Linked DNA regions of Mus musculus: region 2 is linked to region 1. Evidence: chromatin contacts called from public HiChIP or PLAC-seq data. All regions are on one chromosome and are shown on one strand. The core of a region is the stretch at or near the end of the contact, and the rest is flanking DNA. Distances in the headings are between cores, read along the strand shown. Region 1 holds the start of Fut10 (fucosyltransferase 10). Region 2 has its middle 12 kb from the start of Gm22140.

Region 1 (6,708 bases), core at 277-2,776:
CATCTTCTTAGTTAAGGTTCACCCTTCCAATTGAATCTAGTTTGTGCCAAGTTGGCCAACAAACAAACAAACAAAACCAACCAGTATACTTTCAAAAGTAGTTTAGAAGTGTCCCTCTGTGTAGCCCAGGCTAGCCTCGAACTCATTAGCCTTCTATCTCACTCTACTTGAGTGCTGGGATTGTAGGCATGCCTCAAAACAACCGGGTCCAACTTCTTATTACTTTAATAATAATAATAATAATAATAATAATAATAATAATAATAATAAAACCCCTTCAAATTTGAGATTCCTGTTAGAGTAAAGCACATTCTTTAGGCCTGGGTACGGGAACTGCTTAGCACAATGCCTGTGGATTTAATACTCAGCACTATAGACAGCAAATATTATAAGGTCATTTCTCAGCTGCACAAATTTTGTTTTCCTAAGGATCAGTCACACACTTTCTGACTGTCCACCTTTCAGCCTCAGGAACGACCGATGAGTCTGTATTGAGAGAGCTTACAGTAACTAATTTGGGTAAATAAATGCAGTATTACTGTTGTTCTTTTCTCCAGCCATTGTGCACCACATTGTCCCAAGGTCAGGTCAGTGTCACAGTGCCACAGTGGCTTTGTCCAAAAAAAAAAAAAAAAAAAAAAGCAAGCAAACAAACAAAAACCAATAACCAATAATTCCACTCCCCCAAAGAAACCAAGACAGCTCACTTCAAGCCAGGCAGTGCATTCCTTTAATCCCAGCACTACTCAGGAGACTGAGATAGAAGGATAAAGAGTTGAGGACCAGCCTGGGCTACATAGTGAGATACTATATAAAATAAAGGCAAGGGCATTCTGAGTTGGAGGCCAGCTACAGAGAGGGCTTCAGAACAGCCAGGGCTACATTGTCATGAAACCCTGTCTCAAGAAACTGTCTCAAAACTCCCAACTCAACCAACCAACCAAATAAAAAATTGAAATCAATCTCAGATGCTGTTTTTCTCCACTTAGCCGTGGCTAACATACCTGTTATGATCTGAATATGTACACTGATAGTATTTGGAACTGGGTGCCCCTACATTTGCATGAGAGGTCGAATCTCATTAGTGAGGTCTGACTTAGTCACCAAGGTATCCCAGCCCCATGGTCACCGGGAAGTTGCAGCAGACAAGCCAGTCTAAGACACTGAGACCAAAGCAATCCCCTGCTGGGAGCCTTGGTTTAACAAAATTGGGAATTGACTTTGTGCTTCATTCCTCCTGGCTCGTGAGCGTAGTCTCCTATGACTTAAAAGGACATCAGTACCCTTCCTTTCAAGAGGGGCTCTTATAGAGTACTTTCCAGAATTTCCAGGACCTGATGCGTTCCTGAGCCAATAGCCGGGAGAGGTACCAATAAGGGGCTGTCCAAAGTGTTTTGAAGCCGGGACCGCTAGCTTTTAAACACCGCATCCACGAAAACGTGGATCTAGGATCTCGCAGGCTGACTTCGGCGGGATGATCCGGGAGCTGCGCCTGCCATTCCATCGAGTCTTCTCCGGGTCTTCGCAAGAGCTCAGGCGCGTAAATAGAAAGTGAGGACTCTGGGGAGTGGGTAGAGCGTCCCGCATCCCCCCGAGGATTGTTGGAGGATTGTTGAGGTACAGTGCTGGGGACTTGTTTTGCTGCCCTGATGCCTAAGGTGAGTCTCCTGCTGCCGGTGGAGACTGGGGCGCTGTGCAGAAGCGGAGTGTAAGACGAGACACTTTGCTGGGCCCTGGCGGAGCATCTGACTCCGCTGGGAGGAGGTGGGGGTGGGATCCTAGAAACCCTAAGCACGGCTTTCTGGAACCAGAAACTGGGGCGCAAGCCTATCTGGCCGCTGAGAGCACAGCAGGGAGCACGTGGTCCCGGAGCCCTGGGCTCGTGGAACCGGGAGGAGCGCGGTACCCCGAGGGTCTGATTTAGCGCAGAGCTGGGGCAGCAACTCTGCTTCCTTCCCAAGGCCCCAGGCAAAAGTCTCAAGGCCCTGCTGTGCTGAGAATTGCGGCTCGCACCTGGGTGCTGCTCCCTTGAAACACTTGTTGATTGAACTTGTGCCCAGCGAGTAGCAGTTTTGACTTTCCTGAGGTGGATACATTGTGCATTTAGTAGATACTTTGGAAGAGACTCCGGAAGAACGGGTTTTGATTATCCACACACAAGTCTTAGGCTTTTTGCACCCAATTAGGATACTCAAAATACGACTCATTTCGTATTACAAGATACAGATATTGTGATTTTAAAATGACATTTGATTGGGATTTTCCAGGATTCATTAACTGATAGGACATCTTACAGAAAATGTCTTTTTCTTAACATAACAGCTCTAATAGATTACCTCCTAAGCACTGATATGATGCCCTGAAACAGCGCTTAGAATAATTGATGAAGACTGACTTGTTTTGTGCAGTGCATCCAACTCGGATAGGTTCAATTTGGAATAAGGCTAGCTGATGCTCAGGACCGTAATGCCTTCAAATTCAGCCTTCCTTCCTTCAGATGAGATGCACCACTTCTCGCACGGGCTTGCTGAAGAGATTATACTACAAACTAGAATCTTGCTTCCCTTTGCTCCATGATACTCTCAGATGGCGTTCTTTTCAGGTAGGGCCTGACTTGGTTTCTGCATCGAATAATCAACCCCATTGTTGAACACTGAGTGTTCCAGCTAGCAACAAACGGAATACTCAGTTTCAGGGTTAGAGCTGCCTCTCAAATGCTTTCCAAGATGTCTGTAGTGCTCCACTGCTGTTAGGTCTCAAACCTGTGATAAAGGACTAACAGAGGTCCCTATTAACATATCAAAGTGTAGCTTGGCAGTCATGTTCTCCCAGCATCTCTCAGTCCCTACAAGTTACAGGGTCCTCCTGGCTGGCATACCCAGCCTTCTACCCTAAACTTCTCCGGTGAGCAGTCCTTCCCTCCGTTGCTCTGCCCTATATAACTCTGTCATTTTGGCTATGACAGCGCCCCCCCCACCATTTTTGGCTCTTGGTCTCCTGGCCCTCCCTTTTCTTGCTTCCCCACCCCCTCCCGTGGCCTGCCTCAGTCTACTGGTCATATCCACTCTGGACTCTCTCAGCTGTCCCTGCCTTGGGCTATGCTCTCCCTCATATCTACTGTGCACACTATCACCTCTCCAGTAAACCTTCTCCTCCACCATACTTCTTCCTGTCTGTCTCTCTGTCTCTCTGTCTTTCTCTCCTTCCTTTCTCTCTCTCTCTCTCTCTCTCTCTCTCTTTCTTTCTTTCTTTCTTTCTTTTCTTTCTTTCTTTCTTTCTTTCTTTCTTTCTTTCTTTCTTTCTTTCTTTCTTTCTTTCCTTCCTTCCTTCTTTCTTCCGTTCTCTCGTTCTTTCTTATTCAATGGCCTGTATTTCTAGCGCTCATTCTGGAAACCAAGGCAAGAGAAGGTGATTTAGAGGCCAGCTTAGGCTATGTAGCCAGACCCTGCCTTAGAAAAGAAAAAAGCAGCAAAATAGAAAACAGAAACCTGTCTTTTGCTTCTAAGCCAAAGGCAATGCATCAAATGACCAAAAAGGTGTGTCAAAATTCTGAGGTTGTAATAACTCATCTGCTGGCTTCCTGCTAGATGGCAGTGTCTAACAGTGAACCAGAGCCTCCATTGGTACTGCGTTACTGCTCATCCTGCATTCTTCAAGGACAAAAATAAAGCAGCTTTCATGTGTTTTTCTTATAAACAGCATTCAGAAAACCCTTCCTTAGGATCATACTTAGGAAATAACGGAAAAGATGATAATTTGGCCAATGTTACTCATGTATATATAAATCTGGCATAGCACAAAAACCTTCCCAGACTATATTTAAGTGCTTTTATATGTAGGTGGGATTGTCCCAAGAAACACAGCATTTTACTCTCATCATTCTACACCAGACACCCTCTCCGATGAGTTCATGTTTGTACACTTGGTCCCTAGCTGGTGGCGCTGTGTGGGGAAGTTGTAGAACCTCTAGGATGTGGGGCCTGGGTGATGGAAGTAGGCCCCCAGGAAGAGACCATGGCAGGAAACTCGAGAAATAGCGTAGGTTCACATCTGTTGTTTCTTTTTCAGTGTTGGGGTTGGAGCTCAGGGCCTTGTATATGGTAGGCAAGCAACCTATCACTGAGCGGCAGCCCCATATTAGTCCTCTTTTAAAGCTGATATTTGGAAACTTTGTGAAGTCATGCACAGACTTCAGTCAGAGCAAGATACTCAGTTTTCCTTCTTGGGACAGGAATGTATCACTAGCTGAGTGGAGAATCCAGGAGGATGGGAATGGGGAAAACACGAGTTTTGAGGCTTGAGAGCACCCACTGTAGGGATAAATGAGGAGTCTTGACTTGGCATAGTGGAAAGGAGACAGATAAAAGTGCTTGAAAACATGACACGTTTCTGCCGGTGTCCCATGTCATTTCTTCCTGAGGACAGCCATACTTTAAGGAGTGCACTGGAGATTTATGCGTTATGAAGTGACAATATCTTTTGGAGAACTGTGTCTATTTGAGAAATTAAGCATGACTGTGAATCATTCAGGTTTAATAATCGGATTCTTCTGAAACTAGTCTCTGGTGTTATCTTTATAGCCTAGTATAGATGTTGATTCTCCAGTTGCTAATGGAGAACCCATCAGAAGAGTCATTTTAGATCTGTGTGTCTTCTGCCTTACTTGTGTCCTGCCAACAAGGGGGCGGGGGAGGAGCGGAGCCCATTGAGTGTCAGGATTTGGGATAGTTAATCTTGATTGTCAGTGTCACGGAAGCATGATTCTGGAAACTTCTCAGAGAGTGTTTCCAGAAAGGCTCGGGTGAGAAGGGAAGGCTTGCTCTGAATGAGAGCAGCAGCATCTCGTGTGCTGGATAAAAGAGAACAGAACTCTAGCAACACCTGGTTCCTGACTGTGGACACACAGTGTGAGCAGCCCCCTCACATAGCCGCTCCTGTGCCTTCCCCACTGTGAGGTGAGCCAAACCTTAGCCACCCTAGTTCCTGTAAGTCCCTTATGTTGCTTTGGTCACATACTTTCTTACAGCAATAGGAAAAGTAGCAAGTTCAGAGTTAGACAACTCAGCGTGTCAGGCATGTCAGTGGACCTACCTACCTGGTGTTTATCAGCTTCACCAGGAATCGGGCAGAAATCCTTGGTTCTAATCGCTGGCTCCACACTGCCAAAATCTGAAGGTTGGCACTCACCGTCTGTGGGTTTTCTTTGAGATACTTAGCCTTACCTTCTATAGAAGAAAACAGGAATTATTTTCCTGCTCATTTCTTCATATGAAAGTACTTCTAGACGCTCCACTCACCCAGACCCTTTCCTCAGAACAGATGGACAACCATAGATAGTGCAAAGCAGCCGTGTAAGGCATTAGGGAAGCTCAGCTCTTGGTCAGGAAATGGTTAGTCAGAGTCCGTTTCAGATGCTACATACTGTGGTGGTTTGTATATGCTTGGCCCAGGGAATGGCACTTTTAGAAGATGTGGCCCTGTTGGAGTAGGTATATCCTTGTTGGAGTAGGGAGCCTGTGGATGTGGGCTTTAAGACCCTCATCCTAGCTGCTTGGAAAGCTAGTATTCTGCTAGCAGCCTTCAGATGACGATGTAGAACTCTCAGCTCCTCCTGCACCATGCCTGTCTGGATGCTGTCATGTTCCCGCTTTGATGGTAATGGACTGAACCTCTGAACCTGTAAGCCAGCCCCAATTAAATGTTGTTTATTTATAAGACTTGCCTTGGTCATGGTGTCTGTTCACACTAAAGCCCTAACTAAGACACATAACATGGCCTATGAACAGATACTTTCTTTGTCCTGGAAAAGAATATTATGGGGCACTGTCTTAGCATTCTCTCTTCAGAGTGCTCTCTGAACAACTCTGAGGTTCAACCTGTAGGCTGTGGTGGAACAGAAGCCGAGGGGAGCCTCCCTTTTGGAGTGCCCTTTCGTTGGAGCTTGAGGGCCTGCACGATGATCTCTGTGGGTCCATCTGCCCTCCCCAGCTGGAGAGCTTCCGACTTGATGACATGCCCCTGGCTAATCACTGGCGTGGGTTAGATTGCCTGCTACTATCATAAATGTACCCCGAGGCCTGGCAGGTTGCTACAGAGTGTAATTCAGGTCCTGGAATCTGCTCTTTAGCCGTGAATATTTAAGTCACAGCCAGGTTCCTGACCCCTTCCTACAGCCCTGGCTTCGGCAGTAACCTAACTTGAGGTGATGTACATTAAGGGAATTTGTACTCTCGAATCATTCTTTGGTAGCTGATATGACTGTATACAAACCACCAAGCAAAAACAAAAACAAAAGTCAACCCCTTGCAAGTATCCTGAGTAGAAGTAGCTACAAAAATATCCCAAACTAGCTTCCGGATCTCTCTTCAGCGTATGTTTTCCTTTATTCTTGACTCTTTTTGTCCTAATATCTGCCACGTTTCTGGTGTTTCTTCCTATTGATCTTGAAATCACATGACCTGATTTCTAGACTCACTTCTCAAAATATGATCCTGGCCCAGTTGCTTAAATTTAATAAGGCTTAATTCTCTTTTGTAATAGCTGGAATAATCCCCATCTTGTCTCATTTTTCAAAGCGATCGTAAATGAGATTGAATGAAGTGATAGATTTGAAACTCTTTGGCAGCCAATGGAGTCTTAATTTTACTTTTAGTGATTCACATGGTTGCGAGTGTGTTTGGTGTGGGAGGAATATGGCTGTGTGTGTGC
Region 2 (6,443 bases), core at 3,713-6,212, 1.0 Mb after region 1:
ATTTGTCCATTTCGTCCAGGTTTTCCAGTTTTGTTGAGTATAGCCTTTTGTAGAAGGATCTGATGGTGTTTTGGATTTCTTCAAGATCTGTTGTTATGTCTCCCTTTTCAGTTCTGATTTTGTTAATTAGGATTTTGTCTCTGTGCCCTCTAGTGAGTCTAGCTAAGGGTTTATCTATCTTGTTGATTTTCTCAAAGAACCAACTCCTCGTTTGGTTAATTCTTTGAATAGTTCTTCTTGTTTCCACTTGGTTGATTTCACCCCTGAGTTTGATTATTTCCTGCCGTCTACTCCTCTTGGGTGAATTTGCTTCCTTTTTTTCTAGAGCTTTTAGATGTGTTGTCAAGCTGCTAGTATGTGCTCTCTCCCGTTTCTTCATGGAGGCACTCAGAGCTATGAGTTTCCCTCTTAGAAATGCTTTCATTGTGTCCCAAAGGTTTGGGTACGTTGTGGCTTCATTTTCATTAAACTCTAAAAAGTCTTTAATTTCTTTCTTTATTCCTTCCTTGACCAAGGTATCATTGAGAAGAGTGTTGTTCAGTTTCCACGTGAGTGTTGGCTTTCTGTTATTTTTTTTGTTATTGAAGATCAGCCTTAGTGCATGGTGATCTGATAGGATACATGGGACAATTTCAATATTTTTGAATCTGTTGAGGCCTTTTTTGTGACCTATTATGTGGTCAATTTTGGAGAAGGTACCATGAGGTGCTGAGAAGAAGGTATATCCTTTTGTTTTAGGATAAAATGTTCTGTAGATATCTGTCAGATCCATTTGTTTCATCACTTCTGTTAGTTTCAGTGTGTCCCTGTTTAGTTTCTGTTTCCATGATCTGTCCATTGGTGAAAGTGGTGTGTTGAAGTCTCCCACTATTATTGTGTGAGGTGCAATGTGTGCTTTGAGCTTTACTAAAGTTTCTTTAATGAATGTGGCTGCCCTTGTATTTGGCGCATAGATATTCAGAATTGAGAGTTCCTCTTGGAGGATTTTACCTTTGATGAGAACAAAGTGCCCCTCCTTGTCTTTTTTGATGACTTTGGGTTGGAAGTCAATCTTATCAGATATTAGGATGGCTACTCCAGCTTGTTTCTTCATACCATTTGCTTGGAAAATTGTTTTCCAGCCTTTTATTCTGAGGTAGTGTCTATCTTTTTCTCTGAGATGTGTCTCCTGTAAACAGCAAAATGTTGGGTCTTGTTTGTGTAGCCAGTTTGTTAGTCTATGTCTTTTTATTGGGGAGTTGAGACCATTGATGTTAAGAGATATTAAGGAAAAGTAATTGTTGCTTCCTGTTATTTTTGTTGTTAAAGTTGGCATTCTGTTCTTGTGGCTGTCTTCTTTTAGGTTTGTTGGGGGATTACCTTCTTGTTTTTTCTAGGGCATTGTTCCCGTTCTTGTATTGGTTTTTTTCTGTTATTACCCTTTGAAGGGCTGGATTCGTGGAGAGATAATGTGAGAATTTGGTTTTGTCGTGGAATACTTTGGTTTCTCCATCTATGGTAATTGAGAGTTTGGCTGGGTATAGTAGCCTGGGCTGGAATTTGTGTTCTTTTAGTGTCTGTATAACATCTGTCCAGGCTCTTCTGGCTTTCATAGTCTCTGGTGAAAAATCTGGTGTAATTCTGATAGGCTTGCCTTTGTATGTTACTTGACCTTTTTCCCTTACTGCTTTTAGTATTCTATCTTTATTTAGTGCATTTGTTGTTCTGATTATTATGTGTCGGGAGGAATTTCTTTTCTGGTCCAGTCTATTTGGAGTTCTGTAGGCTTCTTGTATGTTCATAGGTATCTCTTTCTTTATATTTGGGAAGTTTTCTTCAATAATTTTGTTGAAGATGTTTGCTGGTCCTTTGAGTTGAAAATCTTCATTCTCATCCACTCCTATTATCCGTAGGTTTGGTCTTCTCATTGTGTCCTGGATTTCCTGGATATTTTGAGTTAGGATCTTTTTGCATTTTCCATTTTCTTTGATTGTTGTGCCGATGTTCTCTATGGAATCTTCTGCACCTGAGATTCTCTCTTCCATCTCTTGTATTCTGTTGCTGATGCTCAAATCTATGGTTCCAGATTTCTTTCCTAGGGTTTCTATCTCCAGTGTTGCCTCACTTTGAGTTTTCTTTATTGTTTCTACTTCCCTTTTTAGGTCTAGTATGGTTTTGTTCATTTCCATCACCTGTTTGTATGTTTTTTCCTCTTTTTCTGTAAGGACTTCTACCTGTTTGATTGTGTTTTCCTGTTTTTCTTTAAGGACTTGTAACTCTTTAGCAGTGTTCTCCTGTATTTCTTTAAGTGATTTATTAAAGTCCTTCTTGATGTCCTCTACCATCATCATGAGATATGCTTTTAAATCTAGGTCTAGGTTTTCGGGTGTGTTGGGGTGCCCTGGACTGGGCGAAGTGGGAGTACTGGGTTCTGATGATGGTGAGTGGTCTTGGTTCCTGTTAGTAGGATTCCTACGTTTACCTTTCGCCATCTGGTAATCTCTGGAGTTAGTAGTTATAGTTGACTCTGTTTAGAGATTGTTCTTCTGGTGATTCTGTTACCGTCTCTCAGCAGACCTGGGAGACAGATTCTCTCCTCTGAGTTTCAGTGCTCAGAGCACTCTCTGCTGGCAAGCTCTCTTACAGGGAAGGTGCGCAGATATCTTGTTTTTGGACCTCCTCCTGGTCGAAGAAGAAGGCCCAAAACAGGGCCTCTCTCAGAAGCTGTGTTGCTTTGGCAGTTCCCAGAAGCTGTCAGCTTCTGTGGTGCAGACTCTCACCTGTGCAGACTAAAATCCTAAGTTCCAGGGAGTCCTGGAACCAAGATGGTGACCGCTGCTCCTGAGGCCGAGGCCGTCTCCCGAGCCAGGCGGACACCTGTCCTCTGGTCCGGATGGTGGCCGGTTATCTGCGGCCCGCCCAGGCTGCTGCCTCAGCGGCTCTGTGCTTCTGCCCGTCCCAGAAGCTGTCCGGTTCTCTGGCGCACCCTCTAACCTGTTCAGACTAATTTCCTAAATTCTGCTGAGTCCCGGAACCAAGATGGCGACCGCTGCTGCTGAGGCTGAGGTCGCCTCCCAAGCCAGGCGGACACCTGTCCTCTGGTCCGGATGGTGGCCGGTTGTCTGCCTAAATTAAGGTTTTTATAACTTGTTTCTTTCAGTTACTCTGTCATGGAGCCTCAAAGGAAATATAGTCATTTAGGGTTTTTGTCCTGACCAAGGTCCAAAACAAGAGAGTAATAGAGCCAGGTTCATAAAGTGTGGTCTCCATATAACATCCATGAAACCTAACCTTGTCTACATAGTAAAGGAATAGGAATCCCATCAAGAGCAGTATTCGGGATCCTATTTTCATGCACTCTCATAATATGTACCAGTACTGGGGAGGGTTTTAGTTTGGAGGATTTCAGAACATCTTTTTCTTGGTCTTTCAGCTCTCAAACACAACATTTAGGAAAGAAAGCATGGAGGTTAGATAGGGCTCCCAAGGGGCTCCTGAGGCCCCATTCCCATCCAAGGAGCACTTGGCAGCCCGTGGTTACTACAGCAAGGAGATTCACTTTCCTTTGAGGTGGGGCCACTGACAGGTTGCCTGTGCCTTTGTGAATAATCCCACAGCTGTGCACATGTGGACAGTACTGGTTCCAAAAAAGTCTTGAAGTTGGAAAGGGAGATTAAACTGGGTTTTGCATGGAAGGATTAGGTGGTGGATTTGCTTAAGATATTTTGTATACCTCTGTGAAATTAAAACAAAACATGAGTAATTATATATTTATGGCCCAAGGAAGAAATTGGTCCCATGTTAACAATGCTTAGGAGCTTTAAGTTAAAGCTCAGGAACTCTGCCAACCTTACAGCTGAGGGGCACACAGAATTAATTTTTGTTTATACATCTTAATAAAAATTGTTTTCTGAAAGGATTTGAGAAGCTCATCCACGTAAGTTTATAAATGGATTCTAATACTAAGGGCAAGATTTCCATGAACAATGTTGGACCCCCATCCTCCCAGCCAAACCTTAAACCTGAAGAATAGAGCTGAAAATAGATTTTTTTGGTAGCAAGTACATAAGGTCCTACGACTGGTGGCACATCTTACAGTATAACATTCTGAAACTCTTAGCTAACTGCCTCTCTTTCTGTTACTTGAATTCAAGTCCTCCTCACTTCTTCAATTACTGATAATTATTTTTTTTTCTTACCCTCCATTTTCTTATCTCCGAAGTGGAAATAACAACATGGAATTTTCAGGCTGTCGTGAGATAAATACATTCAGTGTGTCCATCAACAAGTGTACCGCTTACTTGGAGACCCACTCTGACCCTGATTGTTGATATCTGGAGACGGTGCACTCAGCTTACTGGATAGATTTGGAGGAATAACTTATCTATATTTCCCCTCTCTTTACTCAAAACATTTACCATCCTTCATCTTGCTTGTTTCTGCTGGAGAACAGAAAACAGGTCTATCGAAGTATCAAAACATTAATAATCAAATTTCACAATTACTTTGTTGGCCTTGATATACTTTCTGAATTCCAACCCGATAGCTTGCTCTTCAACTTCCTTCCCATTTCTCATGCCTTCGTTTTTTTATGAAGTGGGGCCTCGTTAGTAACCGACTGCTAAGGAGAAAGAACTGGCAAAGCCCCTAGATCTAACATGCCTAAGGGCTATGGAATGCCACAGCTTTTGTTTTTCTTAGCTAGAAGAGATGCAAATATTTAACCATGAATCATCTGAGCCAGGACTTCCTCATGGACACAGTGGCAGGCCTTGCAGAATCTTTCTTTTGTCAATGTCTGGATAATCAGGGGCCTTGGAGGATATTTACTCAACTTCTGATCAGGCTCTGCTCCTCCTTTTCCGTGCAAGTGCCCTCTGGAAAGTCTCAGCTCTCGGATTATTTTCTCTAGGATTCCACTGAGCCTTTCCATATTCGCGATAAGTGGAAAGCTTTCACAATTCCAATCCAACACATTCTTCTGCTGCCTTTTGTTACTCAGTCAACAAACACTGCAGAGCACCTTAGGCATGCCAGACAGGACCACTCTGGAAAAGGTTGGAAAGGACACGTTCCAAATAGAAGAAAGTGAAGTCTGCTATGTGATATAGATGAGTTTAAAGGAAGGATTGTACTAAAGCGGAGGATGGAGTGTGTGGGGGCCATGTGGGGTACAGGTTATTCATTGTACATGAGGGAGAACAGGAAAGAAGATCTATGAGAGATTTGCAGAGGAAATTGTACTTCAGTGTCGATGAACAGAAGTCCCCAGAGGGGCTGTGGAGACTTTATTCCAAGCTGAGGCTTGACACACAGGAAAACACAGCAGGAAGAGTGATTGTGCCAGCAGTGCACCTTTAATCCCAGCAATCTGCAGGCAGAGACAGGTGGATCTCTGACCTTGAGGCCAGACTGGTCTAAAGAGCTAGTTCCAGGACAGTCAGGGCTACACAAAGAAACCTTGTAAAGGTGGGGGAGGGGGGGAGGGGGAGGGGGGGAGGGGGAGGGAGAGAGAGAGAATGAACTTCACAGCTAGAAATCAGTATGCAAGAAGAGAATATATATATTCTATACATGTTGTCATAGACAAGAATTGGATAGTAGGTACTATATCCCAAAGTTCAGCTGTCTAGAGACTGTGGTGTTTGTGACAATGTCCTATTGTATATCTCCTTAGGAAAGGATTTAATGAGTACAGGGGGAAATTAGCTTTAATCAGATAACAATGAATAGATAATTGTTTAATTTTATTAAAGTAGTAAGTTCTTCCCATACTTTCTGCTTATTCCCTTACTCATAGAAATTATAATTAAAACATTAACAATCCTTTGAGGATATGTTTTTTTTTTTCTAAAATTCTACTTTAAGTGTTTTAAAACCTCTCATATTTACTAAAGTTGCCCTAACATGCCCAGCATACTGCCCAAAGCATAACGATTTAAGAGAACTCCTGCAAGCTAAGGAAACAACTGGACGCATGTGGTACATGTGTGCTGTATAAGGAATGCCGTGGGGCAGGTAAAGAATGCTTATGGATTTTGCCATGTGATCTGGATCAACTGTAAAGTGAGAAAAATCAACATGCAGAATATTACATTTAATACAACCACATTTTCAAATGCCAGTGATTTCCATTTTCATGGATATAAAGCATATACGTAGAAGAACACACACAGGTTTTTGAGGATTTCCCAAATAGACAACTCTGAGAACAGGATGATGTGTGACAGCCACGATGAAAAGGACATGATACAGTCCCGCTATGTCTGCGTGGGTGTAAAATGATACAGGCAAGCTATTGCAATTCCATCTTTTAATGATGCCATATTTTAGAGGAATAGGATTTGGGGTCACTTTCTCTGTTTAGGTATATTTAGGGATTCATTTCATTTTTTATAATGATTAATGTATTTATGAAATTAAAAGTATTCTTGGAAGTTGTGCATTCACAGCTCAGTGTGTAT

What was found. HiChIP or PLAC-seq counts read pairs in DNA pulled down with a chosen protein or histone mark.
Region 2: a contact with region 1 is called in a FOXA1 HiChIP or PLAC-seq map of pancreatic cancer cells. The contact joins the enhancer-like site here to the promoter of Fut10 in region 1. A contact is called at or near these places in 4 of 39 promoter capture datasets (the 3T3-L1 cell line, hippocampal neurons and liver) and 2 of 115 datasets of contacts at active chromatin or transcription factors (extraembryonic endoderm stem cells and pancreatic cancer cells).

What each region holds. Positions count from the first base shown.
Region 1 is chr8:31,185,805-31,192,512 of GRCm38.p6, forward strand. Fut10 (fucosyltransferase 10) reads left to right here and starts at 1,527. Exons shown (of 5, transcript NM_001012517.5): 1 at 1,527-1,658.
Region 2 is chr8:32,195,334-32,201,776 of GRCm38.p6, forward strand. It overlaps a transcript of Nrg1 not described here. Among named protein-coding and RNA genes, the nearest start is that of Gm22140, 12 kb to the left of the region's middle. Within about 2 kb of position 4,963, at least 38 of the 459 cell types and tissues checked have an H3K27ac peak or open chromatin away from gene starts, as enhancers often do. A contact at or near this core is called in extraembryonic endoderm stem cells and pancreatic cancer cells, where this site is marked.